Linked DNA regions of Mus musculus: region 2 is linked to region 1. The links are chromatin contacts, called in public HiChIP or PLAC-seq maps. All regions are on one chromosome and are shown on one strand. Each heading gives the region's core, a stretch centred on a gene start, on an enhancer-like site or on the middle of the called end of the contact. The rest is flanking DNA. Distances are from core to core; before and after follow the strand shown.

Region 1 (4,317 bases), core at 1,012-3,511:
GGGGGTACTTCTCAACTCTTTCTTGATGGTGTTGGGTTTGATTTCCCAAACATCAAAATAACTAATTTCTTTCACCATGTTCTACAGCTTGTGAGTGGGCTAGGCATGCTAAGTGAGTGTAGTAGTGTGGAGCTTAGGCAGCCACCATCCTCTGCCTCTCACCAACTATTCTAGAAGGTTCCATGTGAGCTCATTCTAATATCATTTGATACAGGATGACTTGCCTGCTCCATTGTGTTGAGCTGTCATTGTGTTTATCTGTACCCAACAGTCAGCTGCCTCTTTCATTTGTGTTCCTTTGGTTGGTTGTATGAGTCACTGGGGATTGATAGGATATAGCAAGTCGTCTCCTCTGGAATTTATCCCTGATGTTCTAGGGAAGTATGCTGATATTGCAAAACCAAGTCCTGTCATGTAAACACGTCCCAGAGTATTGTGGGTCATCCTTCCTTCATCAGCTCATCAGTCCATGATCCAGCCGAGCCCAAGCAGCTCTGCCCTCAGTGAAGAGTGAGGGAAGTAGGCCACATTCCTCAGCCATTTGGTTTTCATTTTCCATCTCATCATTCAGGAAGGTATTTCCTGAGTGCACTCATGGGTGAGTTTTCTCATCCAGGGGCTGAAATGACATTGTCCACATTTCTAAAATGGGTCTCCAAGGTTCCTGTAGGTACAGAGTCTATTCTCACGACTCCCCATTTCTTAGGCATGGTTTCCATTACTTTTTGCTCAAAACTAAAGTTATCCCATCCAACCATCATTTATCAATTCACCCATCATCCATGCATTACCTATACATCATCATCTATCCATCTATCCATCTAGGCAGCCAGCATCCATCCATCCATCCATCCATCCATCCATCCACCCATCAGTCCATCCACCCATCAGTCCATCCATCCATTTGTCCATCCATATACCCTCTGTCCATCCATCCATCCATCCATCCATCCATCCATCTATCCATCCATCCATCCAGGAAAATTCTCTGCCAGGATCTGAGATAGACAGTAGGAACATGGTGTGAGAAATGCTCTCTTCCCTCAAGGAATATTGTTCTCTCCCCTGAACTCCAGGGTTCTGATTCCCAGGGCTCTCTGAAGTGCCTATTTCCAATCTATGCTCATGAGAAGCAATAGCAGGGAAGACTGACAAGAAACAGGCAAGCATATAATTATTGTTAAAATATGCCTTGTGTTGGCTAAATGCTATGTAGGAAATAAAGGGAAGACCAAAAGGGAGCAAGAGGGTGTCAGCATAAGCTCTCTGGGAGGAGACCCTGAGATCTGAAAACTGTACTAGAGAATCAACAACATACACACAATCACAAAGAAGGGAAAAAAATGTTAAGGCCACACCTAAAATCCCAGTGCTTAGATGGTTGAAGCTAGGGGCTCAGGAGTTCAAAGTCATCCTTGCCTGCATTGTATTTGTGACCAACCTGAGCTACATAGTGAAACTCTCTCTTTAAAGAATCTAAGGCTCCGAGGGAGTAAAGAAAATATGTTATAGAAAGACCGGTTGAAGAATAGCACGGCAGAGAGTCGAATGAAGTGTGGTGAAGGTTGAATGCAGGAGACACAGCTGAGGCAAAATCTAAGGGAAGGTGAGTACCGGTCAGGAAGCTTCCACTAAAGGTCCTTACTCCAAAGTCTATGGGGAAGTGATGGTGGCTTGATCTCATCTCACGGGAGACACTTCTGAGCGTAGAGCTGGCAGTCCAGGGCAAGGGGCCTTCATGCCCGACTCCCAGGTTGCCCAAACCTGAGGTCATTAGATAGAGATAGCAAACAGGGTATCTTTGCAGAGTGGAGCCAAGTGTTCAGAGATCAGCTTTGGCTGCTGTCTTTGAGAGATTTGAGAAGCATCTGAGCATCTCCAGCAGATGGGAGCAGTGTGGGGGAACATGAAGTTGGTATCAAAGAGCTGCAGGCTGGGATGTGTGCTTATCGAGAAGAGGCAGGGTAGTGAGAGCTTTCTCATTCCATCCCCATAAACAGCCCTAGCATCCAGGCTCTGTAAAACTTCCAGAGCACAGGGCTCAGGGGTTGGGTTCTCTACTGTTCTTCTCCTTGGAGGGTCCCTGCAGGCTCAGGGCTGCTCGCAAGTGATGAGTCTGCTAGGGCAGGGAATTTTCCCTTCTCTAGGGGACTAGCTTTTCCGAGGATTGTTCTAAATTCCATTGGTGAGTCCTTGCTCAGTCCTGGAAACAGTTCCTCTTTATGTAAGCCCTCTCAGAAAGTGACAAATCCTGAAAGAATGCTTCAGTGTTCAGATGTAGCCCAGGCAGAGGGCACTGCTCACTGGCGGCTTGGAAGCAGGAACAGAGGATGTGCCACAGGCAGAGCTAGAAAATAGATGCAGGTGGCCTCTGAGTCACCAGCTCTAGTTGTGTGTGTGTGTGTGTGTGTGTGGCACTCATAGTCCTCCCCATGTTCCAGACAGAAAGGGGACATTGGAAAAGGAAGCGGCACGTCTCTTTGAGGGGTAGGAGAACACAGCGTGCCGCTCTGGCTTCCAGCTCAGGAACAATTTCTTGCTGAGGGCTTTGAATTTGCTTCGGGGCTTAGCACAAGGGACCTGGGTTCTTGCTGCCCCTATCCTGGGCTTTAGAGGACACACTGGGATGGGGCAGAGCCCTTTATGACTAGTTACTTGTCTTTGTTTACTAAACAGGGATCGCCAAGCAACTTTTTCAGGGAGGAAGGCTCCACCTTCCGATTGTGGGTGATCCTGACACTTGAACAGGGTCTCTCTCTCTCTTCTCCCCACCATATGGAATCAGTGGTGGATAAGGGACAAGTGTTGGCAATAACTATAGAATGTTGTTGGAGGGATAGAAAGATGGTAAGATGTGGAGACAGGAGGGTCACTAAGAGTTTGGGTGCAAGCCTGGGCTATATAATAAGTTCAAGGGTAGCCTGGGCTACAAAGTGAAACTGTCTTAAAAACCAAAAAAGTACCAACCAATCAACCAATCAATCAAACAAACAAATAAAGCCAAAAGTAATACCAGCATCAACTTGCAGAGATGGATCTTGGTGGCCTTCTCCCTCATTGGCCTTCCTCCCATCCTCAACTACTTCACCTTGGGGTTAAAGCCAGTCCTACCTCTAGGGATGAGACAAAACAAAAGAGGCAGGAAGTTTATCCATGGGTTTCTCTGGGTATATTGCAGCTCAGGAATGGTGGGCCCTGAATCACTATCTAGGGAACCCTACCCCTTCCCTTTCTTCTCTTTCTTGTGAGCTGTCTCTTGTTGATGGATCTCAAACCCAGGTCCTCACACTCTGAACTGCCTCCTCTTGGGAGTTTTACAGTTAGGACACCTCTCTTGGACCTACATTTAGTGACTGTCTGTTCTTCAGTCCATGCTTGGCCTGCCTCTGCTGCTTCTCTGCTCTCCCTCCTAGATCCGTCCTGGCTCTGCTGGCTCAAGCCGCTCACCCCGTTGCCTCCTTGGGAGCTCTACCGTCGCTGGCTGCTCTCTGAAGCTGCTTTCCTCTTAGAGCTTCCTGGCCTACCTCTGACCTCCTTTCAAATGTCACTTGAACTGTAGCCTCTGTACATCTTACAGCAGCTAGACCTTCTTCACCTGCCTCTCTTGGTCCACTCTCCTCCTGGGCTCAGTTTCTTTCCAGAGCCTTTTCTCAACACAGAAGGTATTAGATCTCAGTCTGCACGTTCCCTGTCTCTCCTGCTTGAGTGTGGTTGTCTCCTTTGTTGCTGCATTCTCAGCACCTAGAAGAAAACTTGGCCTATACACACATTCGGTAAAGATTTGTTGAATAAGCAAGTGAGTCACTGTGCAATGGAAATCGAGGTCTTGGTGACTGTCTCGTTCTGATATGTAATCTTTGATGTGGATGCTTGACCTTAGTGTCAACTTTGTTTTTTTTTTTTAATTAAATCCATTTTCTAGTAGCATTCTCCGATGGCTGCAAGAGACTCAGCACTGGATATGAGTCAGGCTCTTCCTGGAAGGGTTGCAAGGAGCAGATGCTCAGCCTGGTACCCAGGGCCCTTGATGTCCTCGAAGTCCTCCATGCCACTGAGGGACGCTAAGGTTGCACCCTTGTTTATGGATGAAGTAGAAGAAAAGAGTGTATTATTATTACTCAGGTTATCCAGAGGGGTAGAACCTGTGTGTGTGTGTGTGTGTGTGTGTGTGTGTGTGTGTGTGGTGTGTGAGAGAGTGAGAGAGAGAGAGAGAGAGACAGACAGACAGACAGACACCCAGAGAGAGAAAGAGAGGAAAAGAGAGTCAGAGACAGAAACAGACACACACAGAGACACAGACACAGACACAGACAAAGA
Region 2 (4,317 bases), core at 589-3,088, 180 kb after region 1:
GTGGGACTAGATATCCCCAGCCCTTATTCTCTGGAGGATTTGGCTCTTGAAGCCCTTTGCTCTGGCTAGCACTTTCCCAGCCCCCAGACTGGGTCATGGGACTCTACAGAGCCCATCTCACCCAGGAGTCTGCTTATTGTATTTCCGGTGGGTGGGTGTGCTGTATGAACATGCTTGTGTGGCTATGTGTGGTATGTGAGGAGAATGTGCATATAGAAGCCAGAGTGTCTCCCTTTATTGCTCTCCATTGTATTTTCTGAGGCAGGACCCCTCACTGAACCTGGAGTTCACCATTCTCAAGACTAGCTAGCCAGCAAGCTTCGGGACCTACCTATGTCCTTTGTCTATCCTGCCCATGTCTGTGTGCCTACACTCCACATCAGTGACTTCAGGCCATGCCCAGAAAGCCATCCCCATCTACTCTCTCCTAGAGTAAACCAATCCTTTCCTTCTCTAACCTTTTACAGCCTGTGGCAGTGTCTTTCTCCTCCCTGGACACGACAACCCTCAGCCCAGTGCCACAGGCAACAAACTCTCAGGACAGATCTGATTTCATCTGATGGTCCCTGCGGCCTTTCTGCTGAGCTCAGAGTAGAGTAACTGGTGCTTGTCTGCTTCCTTTTCTTGTAGCACTAGGACTGGGGCTATGCCATTCAGGGCATACCAAAAGTGCTCAAAAAGCATCTTAGAATGGATGAATGAGACCCCTGGGTAACCGATGATCCCATAGAGCATAGCGAGAGACAGGCTCTTGTTCTATAGCCCAGGCTGGCCTCAAACTTGCAGTAAGCCTGTTTTTGCCTCCCAGGTGCTAGGATTCCTCTACAAGATTCCTCTATAATGACAATCACTTCATCCGCAAAATTCTGGTACATTAGTTTACAGGAGATATGAGCCTTGTACAGAAATAATTACCCGAACCTACATGCTAGGGTTTTCTTGGAATCCACTTTCCATTTGTATCGAGAGCAGTTTGTTAGGGGTCCAGATGCTTGTGGCTGGGGAACCTGGCTGCCAAGATCCAAAGCAGACAGCCCTGAGCACATGTACATGGCCTTTGGACTCTGGCAAGTCTCACTGATATCCCCAGGAAGCTTGCGGAACCTCCTGTTTATAAAGGGTTTCGGTCTGTTATACTTTCCCTCCTCCTGTTCTTGGTAACACGGATGTTTGCATTCCGCAGGAGTTCCTAATGTGACAAGCTGTTTGCTTCTCCAGCTAGCACTCTCCTGGACCAGACTCACAGCCCTAGCAGCATCTGGGGAGAGATTCTGGTCCAACGTACTATCATTTTCCTCCTGGACTGAGCAAGAACCTCTGAGCTTATCTTTCCTGACTTCAGCTTTGATACTCTGCAAACACACTGTGCTCGATGAAGTCAGAGTAGTACAAACATAAAGTATGGGTGTGTCCTGTGACATGCTTCTGACCGACTCCCTGTTCTACAGGGCAAAGGCATGGTTACTACTATGGCCTGGACGGTGGTCAGCCTTGCGCTGCAACCTGTGCTTCCTCCACATCTTACACATACTGCCTCCTCCTCCTCCTCCTCCTCCTCCTCCTCCTCCCCCTCCTCCTCTTCCTCTTCCTCCTTTTACTTTAAAACCCTGCAGAGATGACCTCCCAGGAGGTATCCATCCTTGATTCCCTGAGCAAACTCAGGTGGCCCTTCTCTGTCTTACACCAATTTGTCTAGAACTTCTAAAACATTAAGAAAAGAATCACTGAAGCGTGTGTCTTGCCACGCATCTGCTGTTTGTCACGGGAATATCTCACTTAGTTTAGGCCTTTTCTGCCCCACTGCCCAGACTCCAACCCTGCCCCGGACTGTTGCAATATTCTTACAAATACACATACTGCATCATCACTTCCGTGGCCTTTGACATGCGCTTTTCCTGCGGGGAACAAGGGCACAGGTGCATGGCGACAGCTGAAGGCAAGGATTGGTTTACTCTAGGAGAGAGTAGATGGGGATGACTTTCTGGGCATGGCCTGAAGTCACTAATGTGGGGCGTAGGCACATAGACATGGGCAGGATAGACAAAGGCCCAAGACCAGAGAACTTCAAGGCCAGAGCCAGGGGCAGTTCCTCACAGGACTTCTATGTAGATTTATCCTCCAGACAGGAATCCTGTAGAATGAAAGTGGGCACCATTCCATACTATGCTGCGACTCTGAGCACACCCAAGGGCTTCTGCAAGTCAGCCTCGCACTTTTATATGAACTCCCGCTTCATATAGAATGTTTTCTGGTTCTGCTCTTTGGGGCGACTGGAAAAAATTAAATATCCTTTGATTGGAATACTTAAACACTTCTGCCAGACACAACGGAATAAGCAGTCTCATGAGTTTGAGGCCAGCGTGGACTAGGGATGCCGATCTGCTCCAGTTATATAAATGCTGTGCTACACTTACAGTGAGCCACTTCAATGGTCATGTTTCCCTGACAGAATGTCTTGGATCCTTCATGCTTTCTAGAATAAGGCTCAATGTCCTAGCATGTGATGTCCAAAGGGGGAAATCCGAGGGGCATGGAAATCAGAGTATGCTTGGCATCTGCCACTTTGGTTAATTACCAGGAGTTGGGAAACCCTTGGTACCTTTTATGTTTCAGATTCCAGGACGCCATCCTCACTAGAGCAGCTGCTGTAATGGCCCCATGAGTGGCTCTGGGCAGAGGTGGAGGAGTTTCAACCAGCCAGATATAGCCACCAAGCTGTCCTGATCCCTGAGGTCCAAGCCATGGGGGACCTGTCCTCACAATGAGGACGGGAGCCTGGTTCTTACCAGAGGGCCCACAGCTGCGACTGGAATTCTGATTTGCAAGTTTCTTAAATTCCATGAGCTCAGCATGGTCCTTCTCATACGTTCTCTTCAGATTCTCCACATACTGCATCATCACTTCCGTGGCCTTTGACATGCGCTTTTCCTGCGGGGAACAAGGGCACAGGTGCATGGCGACAGCTGAAGAAAAGCACCAGTTACTCTACTCTGAGCTCAGCAGAAAGGCCGCAGGGACCGTCAGATGAAATCAGATCTGTCCTGAGAGTTTGTTGCCTGTGGCACTGGGCTGAGGGTTGTCGTGTCCAGGGAGGAGAAAGACACTGCCACAGGCTGTAAAAGGTTAGAGAAGGAAAGGATTGGTTTACTCTAGGAGAGAGTAGATGGGGATGGCTTTCTGGGCATGGCTTGAAGTCACTGCTGTGGAGCGTAGGCACACAGACATGGGCAGGATAGACAAAGGCCCAAGACCAGAGAACTTCAAGGCCAGAGCCAGGGGCAGTTCCTCACAGGTCTTCTATGTAGATTTATCCTCCAGACAGGAATCCTGTAGAATGAAAGTGGGCACCATTCCATACTACGCTGGGACTCTGAGCACACCCAAGGGCTTCTGCAAGTCAGCCTCGCACTTTTATATGAACTCCCGCTTCATATAGAAGATCAACAAGCACTCGGGGTTGCTGGGAAGAAGCGCTCTAGGGCTGGGTCATGAGGACTTAATGTACTAGGTGAGAGTCTTAACTTTCTGTGCAGGCAAAGAGGAATTCCTGATCATGTTAAAGTGGGGGATGATGGAGTCATGAACGGAGACAGGGCAGATGTGAATGAGACCTGTGGAGTGAGCGCCACAGGAAGCAAGTGTCTCAGCTGGTCCAGGGGAAGCAGGGAGGAGAGCAAGAGCTGAGACACAGACGATGGGGGGGGACCACAAGGCAGGGTAGGGGACAGAAGGCAAGGTGGAAGGACCACGTTACGAAGGTTACAAGCCAGGTATGGTGGTGCATGTCTGGATCTTAGCACTCAGGTAGTTGAGGCAAGAGGAACATGAGTTTGAGGCCAGACTATACTACATAGTTAAATTCTGCCTGAAAGTAAATAAGTAGGGGGTTGGAGAGATGGCTTAGTGGCTAAAAGCACTGGCTGCTCTTCCAGGGGACTTGGGTTTAGTTCCCAGCACCCACATGGCAGTTCATAACTGTTTGTAACTCCAGTCACAGGGGATCTGACACCCTTTTCTGGTTTTTGATGGCACCAGGTATGCATGTGGCACACAGGTGCAGGCAAAATACTCACAGATATATAAAAACACATAAAAATTTAAAAACAAACAAGTACAAATAAAGAAGAGAAGAGTAAAGACAGATTCTATAACATAGAGAACTAGAAATATATTTGGAAGGGTTACATACAATGGAGATGTGGGGGGGGGGTTCCTTTTTCCATGCTCCCTAGAGTCCACAGAGGACGCAGCTTAGGCCCTGTCTATCTTAGAGGGATTTCCCTATAAATGTCCCCACCACCATGTGGGACTGAAACC

The links. HiChIP or PLAC-seq counts read pairs in DNA pulled down with a chosen protein or histone mark.
Region 2: a FOXA1 HiChIP or PLAC-seq map of pancreatic cancer cells shows a contact between it and region 1. The contact joins two enhancer-like sites. A contact is called at or near these places in 10 of 39 promoter capture datasets (3T3-L1-derived adipocytes, cranial neural crest, embryonic stem cells and 6 more), 3 of 115 datasets of contacts at active chromatin or transcription factors (bone marrow-derived macrophages, microglia and pancreatic cancer cells) and 1 of 9 other capture datasets (embryonic stem cells).

Annotation. Positions count from the first base shown.
Region 1 is chr7:110,713,415-110,717,731 of GRCm38.p6, forward strand. It overlaps the pseudogene Gm18907. Among named protein-coding and RNA genes, the nearest start is that of Gm21123, 16 kb to the left of the region's middle. Within about 2 kb of position 2,262, at least 108 of the 459 cell types and tissues checked have an H3K27ac peak or open chromatin away from gene starts, as enhancers often do. A contact at or near this core is called in pancreatic cancer cells, where this site is marked.
Region 2 is chr7:110,893,008-110,897,324 of GRCm38.p6, forward strand. Mrvi1 (MRV integration site 1) reads right to left here. Exons shown (of 21, transcript NM_194464.3): 15 at 2,787-2,928. Among named protein-coding and RNA genes, the nearest start is that of Gm16336, 9.8 kb to the right of the region's middle. Within about 2 kb of position 1,839, at least 49 of the 459 cell types and tissues checked have an H3K27ac peak or open chromatin away from gene starts, as enhancers often do. A contact at or near this core is called in pancreatic cancer cells, where this site is marked.